Linked DNA regions of Mus musculus: regions 1, 2 and 4 are each linked to region 3. A link is a contact called in public HiChIP or PLAC-seq and promoter capture Hi-C data. All regions are on one chromosome and are shown on one strand. The core of a region is the stretch at or near the end of the contact, and the rest is flanking DNA. Distances in the headings are between cores, read along the strand shown. Region 1 holds the start of C8g (complement component 8, gamma polypeptide). Region 2 holds the start of Edf1 (endothelial differentiation-related factor 1). Region 3 overlaps Notch1 (notch 1). Region 4 holds the start of Ajm1 (apical junction component 1).

Evidence for each region. Promoter capture Hi-C pulls out the DNA fragments that hold promoters and counts their contacts. HiChIP or PLAC-seq counts read pairs in DNA pulled down with a chosen protein or histone mark.
Region 1: a FOXA1 HiChIP or PLAC-seq map of pancreatic cancer cells shows a contact between it and region 3. The contact joins the promoter of C8g here to the enhancer-like site in region 3. A contact is called at or near these places in 4 of 39 promoter capture datasets (embryonic stem cells, liver and pre-B cells), 1 of 115 datasets of contacts at active chromatin or transcription factors (pancreatic cancer cells) and 2 of 9 other capture datasets (adipose tissue and liver).
Region 2: a contact with region 3 is called in an H3K27ac HiChIP or PLAC-seq map of microglia, with 6 times the contacts expected there. The contact joins the promoter of Edf1 here to the enhancer-like site in region 3. A contact is called at or near these places in 1 of 39 promoter capture datasets (pre-B cells), 3 of 115 datasets of contacts at active chromatin or transcription factors (microglia, pancreatic cancer cells and thymic regulatory T cells) and 1 of 9 other capture datasets (embryonic stem cells).
Region 4: a promoter capture Hi-C map of liver shows a contact between it and region 3, with 4 times the contacts expected there. The contact joins the promoter of Ajm1 here to the enhancer-like site in region 3. A contact is called at or near these places in 4 of 39 promoter capture datasets (liver, pre-B cells and second pharyngeal arch cranial neural crest), 1 of 115 datasets of contacts at active chromatin or transcription factors (pancreatic cancer cells) and 1 of 9 other capture datasets (liver).

What each region holds. Positions count from the first base shown.
Region 1 is chr2:25,498,966-25,502,012 of GRCm38.p6, reverse strand. C8g (complement component 8, gamma polypeptide) reads left to right here and starts at 1,507. Exons shown (of 7, transcript NM_027062.2): 1 at 1,507-1,919; 2 at 2,038-2,174; 3 at 2,354-2,424; 4 at 2,508-2,615; 5 at 2,898-2,999. The coding sequence starts at 1,782. Fbxw5 (F-box and WD-40 domain protein 5) reads right to left here and starts at 1,263. Exons shown (of 9, transcript NM_013908.5): 1 at 1,127-1,263; 2 at 1-77. The coding sequence starts at 54.
Region 2 is chr2:25,556,514-25,559,683 of GRCm38.p6, reverse strand. Edf1 (endothelial differentiation-related factor 1) reads right to left here and starts at 1,837. Exons shown (of 5, transcript NM_021519.2): 1 at 1,655-1,837. The coding sequence starts at 1,732. Gm35476 (a long non-coding RNA gene) reads left to right here and starts at 2,156. Exons shown (of 4, transcript XR_866044.3): 1 at 2,156-2,229.
Region 3 is chr2:26,482,307-26,485,093 of GRCm38.p6, reverse strand. It overlaps Notch1 (notch 1), which reads left to right. Exons shown (of 34, transcript NM_008714.3): 4 at 488-826. Among named protein-coding and RNA genes, the nearest start is that of Mir6996, 14 kb to the right of the region's middle. Within about 2 kb of position 1,418, at least 162 of the 459 cell types and tissues checked have an H3K27ac peak or open chromatin away from gene starts, as enhancers often do. A contact at or near this core is called in adipose tissue, liver, microglia and 3 more, where this site is marked.
Region 4 is chr2:25,578,584-25,581,715 of GRCm38.p6, reverse strand. Ajm1 (apical junction component 1) reads left to right here and starts at 1,617. Exons shown (of 1, transcript NM_001005424.2): 1 at 1,617-3,132. The coding sequence starts at 1,819.

The DNA of each region.
Region 1 (3,047 bases), core at 258-2,757, 980 kb after region 3:
GAAGATCTGGTAGACAAGGCTGTCGGGGAGCAGGGGCAGGCCCCCCTCATCCATCGTGACATTCTGCCCAGACGGTCCTGAAACCCACCAGTGGCGGCTCTGAACCCAAGCCTCCTCATCGCCAACCCCAGGGAGAGACTGATAGTCTGGGGTTCCAGACATGGCAGTCCTAGCTAGCCCCACCAACTGCCCACCGGAGAATTCCACTGCACTGAGCATGTGCGGGGGGAGGGGAGGGATGTGTGCATCTCTCTTTGTGTGTACAAGTAGCACTGCCCCACCACAGACCCAACACTTCTTGAAGGACCCAGGCAGTAACGTTGCACCACCTTACATTCTCCAGGACACCAAAGGACTTGCTGGACCAGACAGCAAGCCCCTGAGTACTACTAGGCCAGGTAGAACCTGCGAAGTGGGGGGCAGCCCCACTTTCCAGGTGGGGGCCTTTGATGCCTTCCCCAATGCTACAGGGCACAGGGAGGCAGGTGAGCACAAGACAAGCAAACAGGTCTGGGCTGCTCAAACTGGCAGGTCCAAGGTTTAGCAGCCCACCCTGTCTTTGACCTTGCTGCTATAGGACTTCAGGCCAAGGCTGACTTTCTTCTGAGAAGGGGTTCCTGCTAGCCAGTGGCATATGTCGTTCTGGACTCAGGAGACAGCCTGGCCAGGAGGGTGGTTAAGAGTGATTGGGGTTTCTGAATGTCAGAGGAGACATCAGGGACCACGCTTTGCTGCTTAGCTAGAGTGGGCAGCAGCTCCTTCATTCACCCACTGAACACCGGAGGGTGGATTGGGACGACGTCAACCTGCCAAGGCCATCACTGGCCAGATAAGGCCACCAAAGGCTGTACAAGTGTAGACATTGCAGGAAAAAAATATGGTGACAGTGAACAAAGCCCGTGAAGGTGACAAAAGCCAGTTAAAGTAGGACAAGGCAGAGCGAGGCCCATGACCGGGACCAGGCCCGAGAAAATAAACGAAGGCCACGATCGGGGACAAGGGACACCGAAGGTGGCAGAAGGCTGGTGAATGCAGGACTGGGAGTAATGGGGCACAAGGCTGGTGACTGGGGACAGGGCAGATGACACAGGTGAGTGAGCACGGCGGGGCCAAAGCCGGGACTCACCGCGGTGCCTCTGCCCGCTGCGCTGCGCCCGGCTTCCGCCGCCGCTCTAGTCTCCACCTCCACGTCTTTATGGAGGCGCCAGGCTCGACGCTGAGAGCCCCGAGGCATCGATGGACCGTTCCCCCCCCCCCCCCTTCCCCGTCTTGCGCCTGCGCCTCAGGCTCCGACTAGCAGCCAGCGTTTCTTATGCGCCTGCGCAAACTCTTACTTTCCGAGCGTTCTGACTCACAGAACAGTACTCACTCCTGGCTACCCTAAAGGACGGAGGATTGAGCCAGGCTCAGCTGGGCCGGTTCGAGACTCTGCCTCTGCTCTCTCTGCTGCTGGGCTTTGAACAAGTGACTTTATGAGCACGTTCTTGTTGGTTGTGGAGTTAAAGACAGTTATTGCATGCATAGGGTTGAGCACTGACCACAAGTGGAAATAGGGGTGCAGAGGTCAACTCTTAACTTTGCACTTGGGACACAATGCCCAGCTCCTATCAAGGCTAGGTTCTAGGATGGACCCTGGCTTGGGTTAGGGGTTCAGTAATCGGAAGACAGATGTGGACTTCCTGGACTGTGCTTCCTGTGGCACTGGACAGTGGACTCTGACCTAGGACAGTGCACCCCTCCACCTCGCTGTCCTGTCACCTACTGTCCGTAGCAGGTTGGCCATGCTGTCTCCAGGGGCTGTGTTGTTCTTCACCCTGCTCTTGACAGCCAGTTCGCTGGGCCAAAGGACTCGAAAGCCTATTGGGTCTACCTCCCCCATCAGCACTATCCAGGCCCAGGTCAATTTCAGTGCTCAGAAGGTAAAATCTGGGAGTGAGTGGGGGTAGGTAAAAGAGCAATAAGAACCTGCCTAGCTTGGCGGGATTGGTCCAGGGTGCCCCATTTCCCCAGTCCTGAGCACTCATAGTCAACTTCCAGTTTGCAGGGACATGGCTCCTGGTGGCTGTGGGCTCTTCGTGCCGCTTTCTTCAGGAGCAGGGACACCGAGCTGAGGCCACCACATTGCACGCAGCTCCCCAGGGTGCAGCTATGGCTGTCAGCACCTTCCGAAAGCTGTGAGTCCCAGCAGGACTTCATCCCAGCCCCTGAGCCCATCTTACTCTGCCCTCCTGACTCTAAACCTCATCTCTAGCTCTTCTGTGGCCTAGATAGCTATCCCATATGGCCTCTCCTGGGTTGGGGTTCCTAGAGTCTGGGTGCCTCCTCTTATGACATACCTTCTTCCCCTCCCCAGAGATGGGATATGTTGGCAGGTACGCCAACTCTTTGAGAACACAGGGGTCCCTGGCCGCTTCTTGTTCCAAGGTGAGGCAGGGGCATCAAGGGAGAGGGCTCTGGGCTGGAGGCAGAGGGGAAAGGACTGATGTGCTGTTGTGGTTCTGCCGCAGTCTCACGGGCCCGTGGACCAGTGCATATGGTGGTTGCTGAGACTGACTATCAGAGCTTTGCCATCCTGTACCTGGAACAGGGAAGGAAGCTGTCTGTGAAACTATACGGTGCGGACTAGTCCTGTGATCATACATGGCCTGTGCTTTTCACACATGACCTGTGCTCTGCATCCTCCAGGTCCACCTTGATGGACAGGGCGTCCCCAGATGGACACACACCCCTTCTCATTCCTTTTCTATCCCCATACTCTTGGCAGTAGGCACCCTTGATGAACAGCTACACATGGGATGGGGTGGGAACTGGATGGGGCAGGGACACACAGCTGACCTGGCTGTGTGTCCTGGGTTCCCTGCCATGTTGAAAGCACTGGAACTCTGCCTACCCCACAGTCCGCTCACTGCCAGTGAATGACTCTGTCCTGGATGTGTTTGAGCGGCGAGTCAGGGAAGCCAACCTGACAGAAGATCAGATTCTTTTCTTTCCCAAGTATGGTGAGTGTCCCCAGCCCGTGACCCTCCTGGGTGACGCCCGACCCCCTC
Region 2 (3,170 bases), core at 588-3,087, 930 kb after region 3:
GAGGAGCCTGATGCTACATAATCACGGCTTGGTGATTCGCATGGCTTCAGAATATCATTGAGATAATCTATCACTTCACACCATCCCTAAAAGAAGGGTGCATATAGGACCCCAGGAAACCACACTGGCACAACTCCTATTACAGTGTACTGTTACAGCTGTTCTTTTCAACCATTACTTATGACTGGCTTACATGAGTATTTGTCTGCATACAGCGCCCATAGAGCCAGAAGCGGGTGTTGGGGTCCACCAGACCTGGAGTTACTGGCAGGTGTGAACTGCCATGTTGATGCTGGTACCTGACCTTGGGTCTGTAAGAACAGCAAGTATTCTTCACCACAGAGCCAACTCTCCAACCCTTATTACTATTTCTTACTGTGCCTAATCTATAAACTTCTTCATGGGTGGGTATATATGAGTAGGAGAACACACACTACATACAGGATCCAGCACAACTCAGTTTCAGGCATCTACTGAGCAGCCTCAGAATGTGTCCCCAAAGAAACAGGGGTACACTGTACACACATATCTAGATAACATGCATTGAACTACTGCTAAAAGAACCAACTCACTTTTACACTAAGACAGGTGTGAGCTGGGTATGGTGGCACAGGACTGTGATCCTAGCCCTCAGAAGGCTGATTCAAGCCTTCTTAGTGCTAGATACACTAGACCCAGAAATCAATATCAGAGCACGTGCATGCGCACACACAGTACAGGCGACCAGGTTCTTTATTGGAAACAGAGCTAGTTTTCTTCCAAACTCTGCTATAAAGCAGAAAGGTGTGGAATGCTGCCCTGGCTTCTTCGGCCAGTACGGTTCCTAATGAGAAATGACACACCCCACAGTAGTCTCAGTAGTCTCCCTGGGAAGTAGGACCACTAACGATGATGCCTGGGCCACAGTAACTGAGTATTAACATCCTGCTTCAGAGGAGTGGCATGTGAGCGTCTCTGTGTAATATGCTCAGACTTTCTACACACTTAAGGATGATTCCAAGTTCTCCTGAAAAGAGGACTGTGGACTTGGCTTCAACTATGGCAAATAACTCCAGCTCTGGTCAGTACCACTTAGGGAACCACAGCATCCAGGGCTCAGGGACACAGAGTTCACCTATGGAGAGGACATCAGACCAATGTCTCACACAGCCCTCTTTATAGGCTGACATCGCCTGGGTGGGCATCATGGGCAGGAAGCCACCAGTGATGCCAGCACAGGCTGATACCAGGTAAGGGCAAAACCTTCAGCAGGACTGCCCCTACCCTGGTTCCCAAGTTTCCTGCGCCTAATGCCCACGTTGCCCACCCCACATTTAGTGACCAGCCAGGTTCTCTGACCCACACTTGCACCTGTTCTCAATCCTGTTTTCATCTCCATCCAGGTCCTCACCCAGGCCTGTCCCAGTCCAGAGCCCAGGCCACATTCCCATCCCCCTGCTCCGACCTTTGCCCCAGCCTCGCGCAGGTCAGCTGCCCTCTACCCCAGTCTTTTCCCGTACTCCATCTCCAAGGAGTACCTGTTGTCCCCCAAGGTCTCCACCCTCGAAAGATCCGTTCGGGTCCCCACCCACTGCCGGATTCCCCGGCTCGGCCCAGCGACCGCAGAGCGCCGTGCGGCCCGGCAGCTTCCCGCCGCCCCCCGCTGGCTGAGCACCTGCTTAGACTTGGCCTGTGCGGCCGTGGGGCCCTTCTTGCGCAGCACCGTCACGGTGTCCCAGTCACTCTCGGCCATGGCGCGGCGGGGGCAGCGATCCGTCCGGCGGCTCTGGCAGCTGCTCGAGACCCGGCGCGGCGACGCGACGTCCCTTCGTCGCCTCCCCGCTTCCGGCGCCAGCGCCTCGGTCCCGCCCCTGGTTCCCATTGGTCGGTGGTTCCAGGAGCCCGCACTTCCCGAGCTCTGCGGCCAATCCGCACCCGGCTAGTCTAGGGACCCGCGGGGGCTGCCCGCGGGCGGCGCGTGGAGGGCGACGCCTGATCGCCGCCACGGTTCCAGTCCCGTGTCCCTGTGGCTGCGCAGGGCGGAGCGCCAGGGGTGGGAATTGTGTGGGGATCGAAGGGAGCGGAGAGTGAGGGACCCTAAAGGAGAGAAGAGCGGAGAGGACATGGAGAGCAGACGGGAGGACCGAAGAAGAGAGTGGAGGATCCCGAGAAAAAAAGTGCAGAAGAGAGAAGAACCTTAGTAAAAAGAGTGGGGACCCGGAAGAGAGCTGGGGCGGAGAGGGAACACAGGTATCTGCGAGGGGAGTGAGGCACGGAGAAGGGGGCCCTGGAGACCTACACACACGCCATGCTAGCACAGGTGCCGTACAAGTGGGATCCTACTGATCCCAGCCGGTCTCCACCACCTTACTTCTGGAGAACCTGGGCCAGCGTCCCCCACACCAGTGGGTATACACCTGTCTTCCAGGCCACGCCTTAGGAGATCCCAGGATAGAATCCAGGTTCTCTTGTGCTTGTAGCTTGGCATTATACCAGTACTTCGAAGTTCCTTTGGAGGTGCTCTCTGGGAGAGAAACAGCAGCTGGCAAATTTTGTGGGGCCAGAAACATGTGAACCATTGATGGCTTCTTTGGAATACATAGAAACAAAATTACTTTAAAAATAAGCAACTCAGCCTCGAGGTGGTGGTCTTTAATCCCAGCATTCGGAAGGCCGAGGCAGAAGAATCTTTGGGTACGAGGTCAGCCTAGTCTACCAAACGAGCTCCGGGACAGCCAAGGCTACATAGAGAAACTGTCTCAAAAAACAAACAAAAACACCCTATAAATACAAAAATACACACACACCAAAAAAAGGAGCCTGGAGAGATGCTCTCTCTCCAGGAACTGCTCTTCCAGAGATCCTGAGGTCCCAGCAACCACATAGTGGTTCTTGACATCTGTATTTGAATACTATGCCTTCTTCTGATGTGTCTGAAGACAGCTACCGTGTACTCATATACATTAAATTAATAATAATAATAATGTAAATTACTTCTGCAACACCCGTATTTGCCAGGTGGAGATATGAGGATCAGAAGGTCAAGGTTATCTTTAGCTACAAAGCAAGTTTGAGACCTTCCAGGACTACATGGAACCCTGCTTGGGGAGGAAAACAAAATGATTATAGAGGCATAGTGGCTAAGAGCATTTGCTGCTCTTGCAGAGAACCTGAGAACAGCAGGATGTAAC
Region 3 (2,787 bases), core at 169-2,668:
ACTAAACTTTATCCTCTCCTGGATCAGAGTTAAGCTGGGATCTACTATCCAGAAAAATCTTGGGGATTCCTTGGGAACTCTGGTCCTTTTCAACCCCAAACTATCTGATTTTTGGCTGCCCTGTTCCAGGACCCCAACCTCTCACTGTTTCTGTGCGTAAAGAATGAGTCCTCATGTAGCCCGGGTCTTACCATCTCCTTGTCAGGGTGCCTCAGGTTTCCATTGCTTCTCTATGTGGGGTCCAGGAGACAGCTAGGTACAAATTTTAGACTGCCATTCCTACTTTCTGTCCTTGAGCAGTCACTTAGTCTCTTATGACTTACAGTCCTCTGTATGCAGAAAGATGGCCACATTCTGCAACAGATACTGAGCATCATGAAGATAACACTTTAGATCTATCCCTGGTTGGTACCTACATGATGTCCAAATCTGCCCTGGGTTCACAGGGAGGCCCTGGCAACAGCTGACCCTCTTCTCTGCCTCCCAGGAAAATCATGTCAGCAGGCTGACCCCTGTGCCTCCAACCCCTGTGCCAATGGTGGCCAGTGCCTGCCCTTTGAGTCTTCATACATCTGTCGCTGCCCGCCTGGCTTCCATGGCCCCACCTGCAGGCAAGATGTTAATGAGTGCAGCCAGAACCCTGGGCTGTGCCGCCATGGAGGCACCTGCCACAATGAGATCGGCTCCTATCGCTGTGCCTGCCGTGCCACCCATACTGGTCCCCACTGTGAACTGCCCTATGTGCCCTGCAGCCCCTCACCCTGCCAGAATGGAGGCACCTGCCGTCCTACAGGGGACACCACCCACGAGTGTGCCTGCTTGCCAGGTAGGTTCCATCTCAGTATGCTGGCATCTAGCCTGGTTGTCCATGTCCATGCGTGTTCCACTGTCAAGCCCGAGGGATGCAGAAAGAGTTAATACCCTTTGAAGGGAGCCCAAAAAGAAGTTTAGAGAAGGGCAGCAGCCATGGAGCCTTAGGTGTGGTATAAGAGCAGGTCAGGATAGGGATACCAGAAGTGAGGGGACACTCTCAGTGACACCACACACGTCTATTTCTGTCTGGGCCATCTACTGAGATCCAGTTAGTTTGGTGCATAACCTCCAAGCCTTCTTTCTGCTGATAAGAGTGCCTTCCCTTGGTATTTTCTTCATGCTGGGCCTCCCCTGACCCATAGCCAACTAATACCCACCATGTCAATACCCTGAGCCTCTTAGGGCAGGGAGCCAGCCTGCCTTTACAGATGCTCATGAACTGTTTGGAATCCACATGTGACTCTCTGTATGTTACGGGAGCACCCTGTCATGGGCAGTCCCTGGGGTTTCCCCTTTCTCTGGGGATGGTAATTGAATAACAGGGTCTTGAGGGCCTTAGGGGCCTCACGTTTTTCATTACTTCCTCTGCAGTGTTCTTCCCACTGTGCTCAATGTCTCTGCAGGGGTGGGGCCTGCAGGCACAGCCCTAGTCCTTTCTGTTGCTGCTCTAGCGATGGTAACTCGGTGATCTAAGGCAGCTTGGAGCTGCCGCCAACCCACTTTTGGCAAGGGTGGGGTTGGTCAACATACCAGGCCGTTGAGAGGAAGGAGGAGTGGGCTCAGGAAATAGGAATAGATTTGGTTGCTGGGGGTGACCTCGGACCACTCCCCTTGCAACCCCGGGGCCACCCTACACACTGAAAAAGGGAAGTTCCCTTCTGCCCCAAGCTTGCAGAGCCAGCCTCAAGACTGCGTGCAGACACTGGCTTATACATTTCCTGAAAGTCATTGGGCAAGCTCGGAGGTAGCCGACAGCTGCCTACACGCTTCCCAGCCTCCCTGGGGGGGCTGGGACAGGATCCTCACGCTCAGGAGGGCCCCAGAGCTGAGTTCAGCTCTGTCTTGGTGGCCACCTAAGACCTCAGCTGTTAGAACCTGTGTTGAGAGGCTAGACTGGGTCTGTCATGCAGACTGAGAGAAAGCCTTGTTCAAGGAGCTTGTGAATGGAGCTGCCACCAATCCACCTTAGGCAGGGTGGGGTGGGTCAACTCAGAGTGCTGGAAGATGGGCAGGAGGGAAGCAAGGACTGGGTGGGGTCCCTTTACCTTAGCCGGTGGGTCATCCCTGAAGACGGAACACACACTACCCTGTGCTGTGTGGAGACATGCTGTTTCAGAGTAGGGAGAAGTGAAAATTGTCCACCCAAATTGCTGTTGAAGGGAGTCCGGTCTGGGCACAGTTATACCCACCATTTGGGCTCCCAGGTAGCTATTTACCAGGTTTCCTGAAGAATGTATGAACTAGGGTGGACATAAAGAACTAAGATGGGAACAGAACTTAAGCCTGAGAGCTGACTGGGAATTAAAGCGACTCTGGCTCCTGTATATCCATCCTCTCACTCTCTCACAAGCCCGGTTTCCCTGGAGGAGGCTGTATAGGCAGAGAAGGCTTTGGCCAGGCTCCACATAGGACCTATGATCCCTTCTCCTCGCCCCCAGTGAAATCCTTCTACACCTGCTCAGGGCCCCTCCAGGCTCGCTTCTTCTTGGAAGCGTGCCCTGTGCTAGAATAAATCTCTGCACAGGCAGGGAGACAAGCTATTTGGTCTTGCTGACCCCTGGGCGGGCACTAGGCTCCAAGTTGGTTCCTCCCTCACCCAGATAAGCCTTTTCCAAGCCTCCAGCTTCTTGCTGTGGTGCAAGATGGTGGGGTGGAGGGGCATCTTTGAGGAGGAGGCAGACAGGTGGGTTCTCCAAGGGCAGGAGGGGTTCAAAGGCATCCCCAGAGATGGTGTTAATTAGTAACCGGCTGCAA
Region 4 (3,132 bases), core at 368-2,867, 900 kb after region 3:
TGCCTCCAAGCTTCTGCTGGTACCGGGTGTATGTATATATATATATATATTTATAGCGGGGCCAGGTACACACTGGGACCGACCTGGGCTATGCAGACTACTCGGGCTCGGCTCGTGGAGTAATCACCAGGTAAGAGGCCAAGCCAAACTGCCCAGCATGTGGAGCTGTTGGCACGGGAGGGGGCTGCACGGAAGGATGAGGAGTCCCCGCCCCCAAGCAACGCAGACTAGGTTCTTGCTGATGGCTGCTCCAGGACGGGCCAAAGCAGGACTGCTATTTGGGAAGGGCCTTCAAAATACCTAGGATACAAGAGCAAGCCCCAACCCCATCCCAAAGGGAGCGTGTGTCACAGTGCACTGCTCCTGACAGCTGCAGCCAGCAAAGCCGACTGTCACCTTCCTGGGGCGGAGCCTCAGACCCTGTCATCTCACCCAAACTCTGACCTGGCACTGAGTTTAGAATGAAAGGGGTCTTAATAGGGTCGGCATGAACCTGGGTTTGGAACAAGCCTTGGTACTTAGTAGCTCTGACTCCAAAGAGCACCCCTCTAACAGCCCCTTGTACACCTGGACTAGAGACCCGAAAGGCCCATCCACTTACAAGTCCTGCCAGGCCCCAACACACTCTCAACTTCCTCTGGAGCAGATGTCCTGGGAGTAGGTGCATTATGGGGGGAGGGTGTGTGTGTGTGTGTGTGTGTGTGTGTGTGTGATCGCCTTCTTAAACCCTCTTTCTCTAGCCAGCTCCAGGCCCTGGAGACCACAGACACTGGTGGCCCACATCTGAACATTAGCCTAGATCGTTTTCAGCCCATAGCTCCAGGGATGAACAACCACACGTTTCCATGGAGCTTTCCAAAGCCAGAGTGGGAAGGACTCTGTCCTGGGGAGGGGCTTTCCCGCCCTCTCCTCTGCCTCCTCCTAGCTAGCAGCCTCCTGGCTTGGTACACTAGTGGTAGTTTTCAGCTTAGAGGAAGGACACCATGAACTCGTGGCTCACATGGCCCCACGTGGTTCTGTAGCCTAAACCTGGCTTTAGCACACACTGGGGGTGGGGGAAGGGTCCATGTGCAATTCTGCAAAGCAGGAGAGTCTTGCTGTAGCCTTCTCTGTTCCAGCAAGCTTGGTGGGTTTCATTCAAGCAACTGGGGTCCAAGATTTATGCAAAAGGAAGAGGGATTTGAGACCCAAGAAAACTCTGGGATCATTCCTCTGCCTAGGACCTCATCGAGTTGAGGGGACTTACGCTTAGTTAAAAAGGACTTGAGTGCTAGGAGAAGAGTTCTCTGCCCAGCCTAGTCGGCAGGCAGGAACCATTCATTGACTCACCTGGGACTCTGCATTATCAGAGGGTCTACCTGTAAGGAAATCTAAAAGTGCATCGTTCCAACTGTAGGCACCAGAGGGCAGTAGTGCTGAGATCACGTCCCGCTTTGATCTACCTAAGCCTGCCCAACCGACCCTAGTAGGGGGAGAGAATGCCTGGCAGGTTTAACTCAGGAGTTCCCTCTACAAAGAAGGTCCACAGTAGCCTAAATTCTCCTGGCCCATCTACCCCACAGGTCGCATGGACTGTGAGCTTTCTCCTGCAGGTACATCTAACATAGGCATGGAGGCAGCACCAGAAGCCTTGACCATGACCTGCAGCCAAGGCTGCACCATCCCCTATGCCCCAGGTAAGCCGGACCAGCACGTGGGGTGGGGTGGGGTAAAGGGCTTGGGGTGCAGAGGAGGCTGCCCTGACCGGTATCTCCTCCCAGGGCAAAATCCCCGAAAGGCCGTGTGACTGGAGCTGCCAGCCTGGGGACGTCTTTTAAGATGACCCGCACGGACCCGCCGGACTTGCTGGTGTCGACCGTGTACCAGGACATCAAGGTGGTGGACCCAGGGCTCACGTCCAAACGCCAGCCATGTGAGCGATCCGTGGCCCGGCCTGCTGCGCCCACGCCTTTCAACAAGCGCCACTGCCGTAGTTTTGACTTCTTAGAGGCACTGGACGAGCCCACCATGGAGACACACCCAGAGCCGCCACCTCCTGAACCTGCGCCACCGCGCGCCCGACCCAGAGACAGCGAGCCTCGGCGCCGCACCCGTTCCAAGAGCGCGCCCCGTGCGTCCCAAGGCCTGGCGACTGCTCCAGCTTCGCCGCCCGTACTGCAACGCAGAGGTCGGGAAGCCCAGCGTGCAGTGCGGGTGGAGGGGTCGCCGCGCCGGGAGCCCTCGTATCCTGCGCTGAGAGCTCTCGCTAATGAGCTGCACCCCATCAAGCTCCAGCCACAGCGGGGAGGCCCCGGACGCATCGCGCCTCTATGCGCCACCCCAGGCCGCTGCGCACCACCGGAACCACCCTCTGGACCTGTCCCCCATGTCCGCTGCCGTTTGGACATCAAGCCGGACGAGGCAGTGCTGCAGCACGCCGCCCGAAGCTCGCGATCTTGCGCACCTAGAGAGACGACGTCCTGGGCTCGCACAGCTCCACAGTTCCATGGCCTCACAGTTCCCGGCCCTCGCCACGTGGCCCTGTCACGCACTCCTACCCCCAGTGACTTGTACTGTACTGACCCCAGAACTCTGTACTGTGACGGGCCACTGCCTGGGCCCCGGGACTACTTGGAGCACCGCAGTCAACCCTTCACAACGCCTCCAGGTCCCACCCAATTCTTCTACACCGAGGAGCCAGAGGGCTACGCAGGCAGCTTTACCACAAGCCCCGGCCTTCCCTTTGATGGCTACTGTTCCAGGCCCTACTTGTCCGAAGAACCCCCTAGACCCAGTCCAAGGCGTGGGGGCAGCTACTATGCTGGCGAAGTACGCACCTTCCCGATCCAGGAGCCCCCCTCCCGCTCCTACTACGGGGAGACAACTCGAGCCTACGGTATGCCTTTCGTTCCCCGGTATGTCCCAGAAGAGCCCCGGGCGCACCCTGGAGCCCGCACTTTCTACACCGAGGACTTTGGGAGGTACCGAGAACGCGATGTACTGGCTCGGACTTACCCGCACCCGCGCAGCAGCCCACCCTGGGCTGACTGGGGTCCGAGGCCTTACCGCACCCTTCAGGTAATGCCGCCTCCCGCCCCTGGACCACTGTTGGCCTCGTGGCACGGCGGCACCGGCACAAGCCCACCCCGGCTG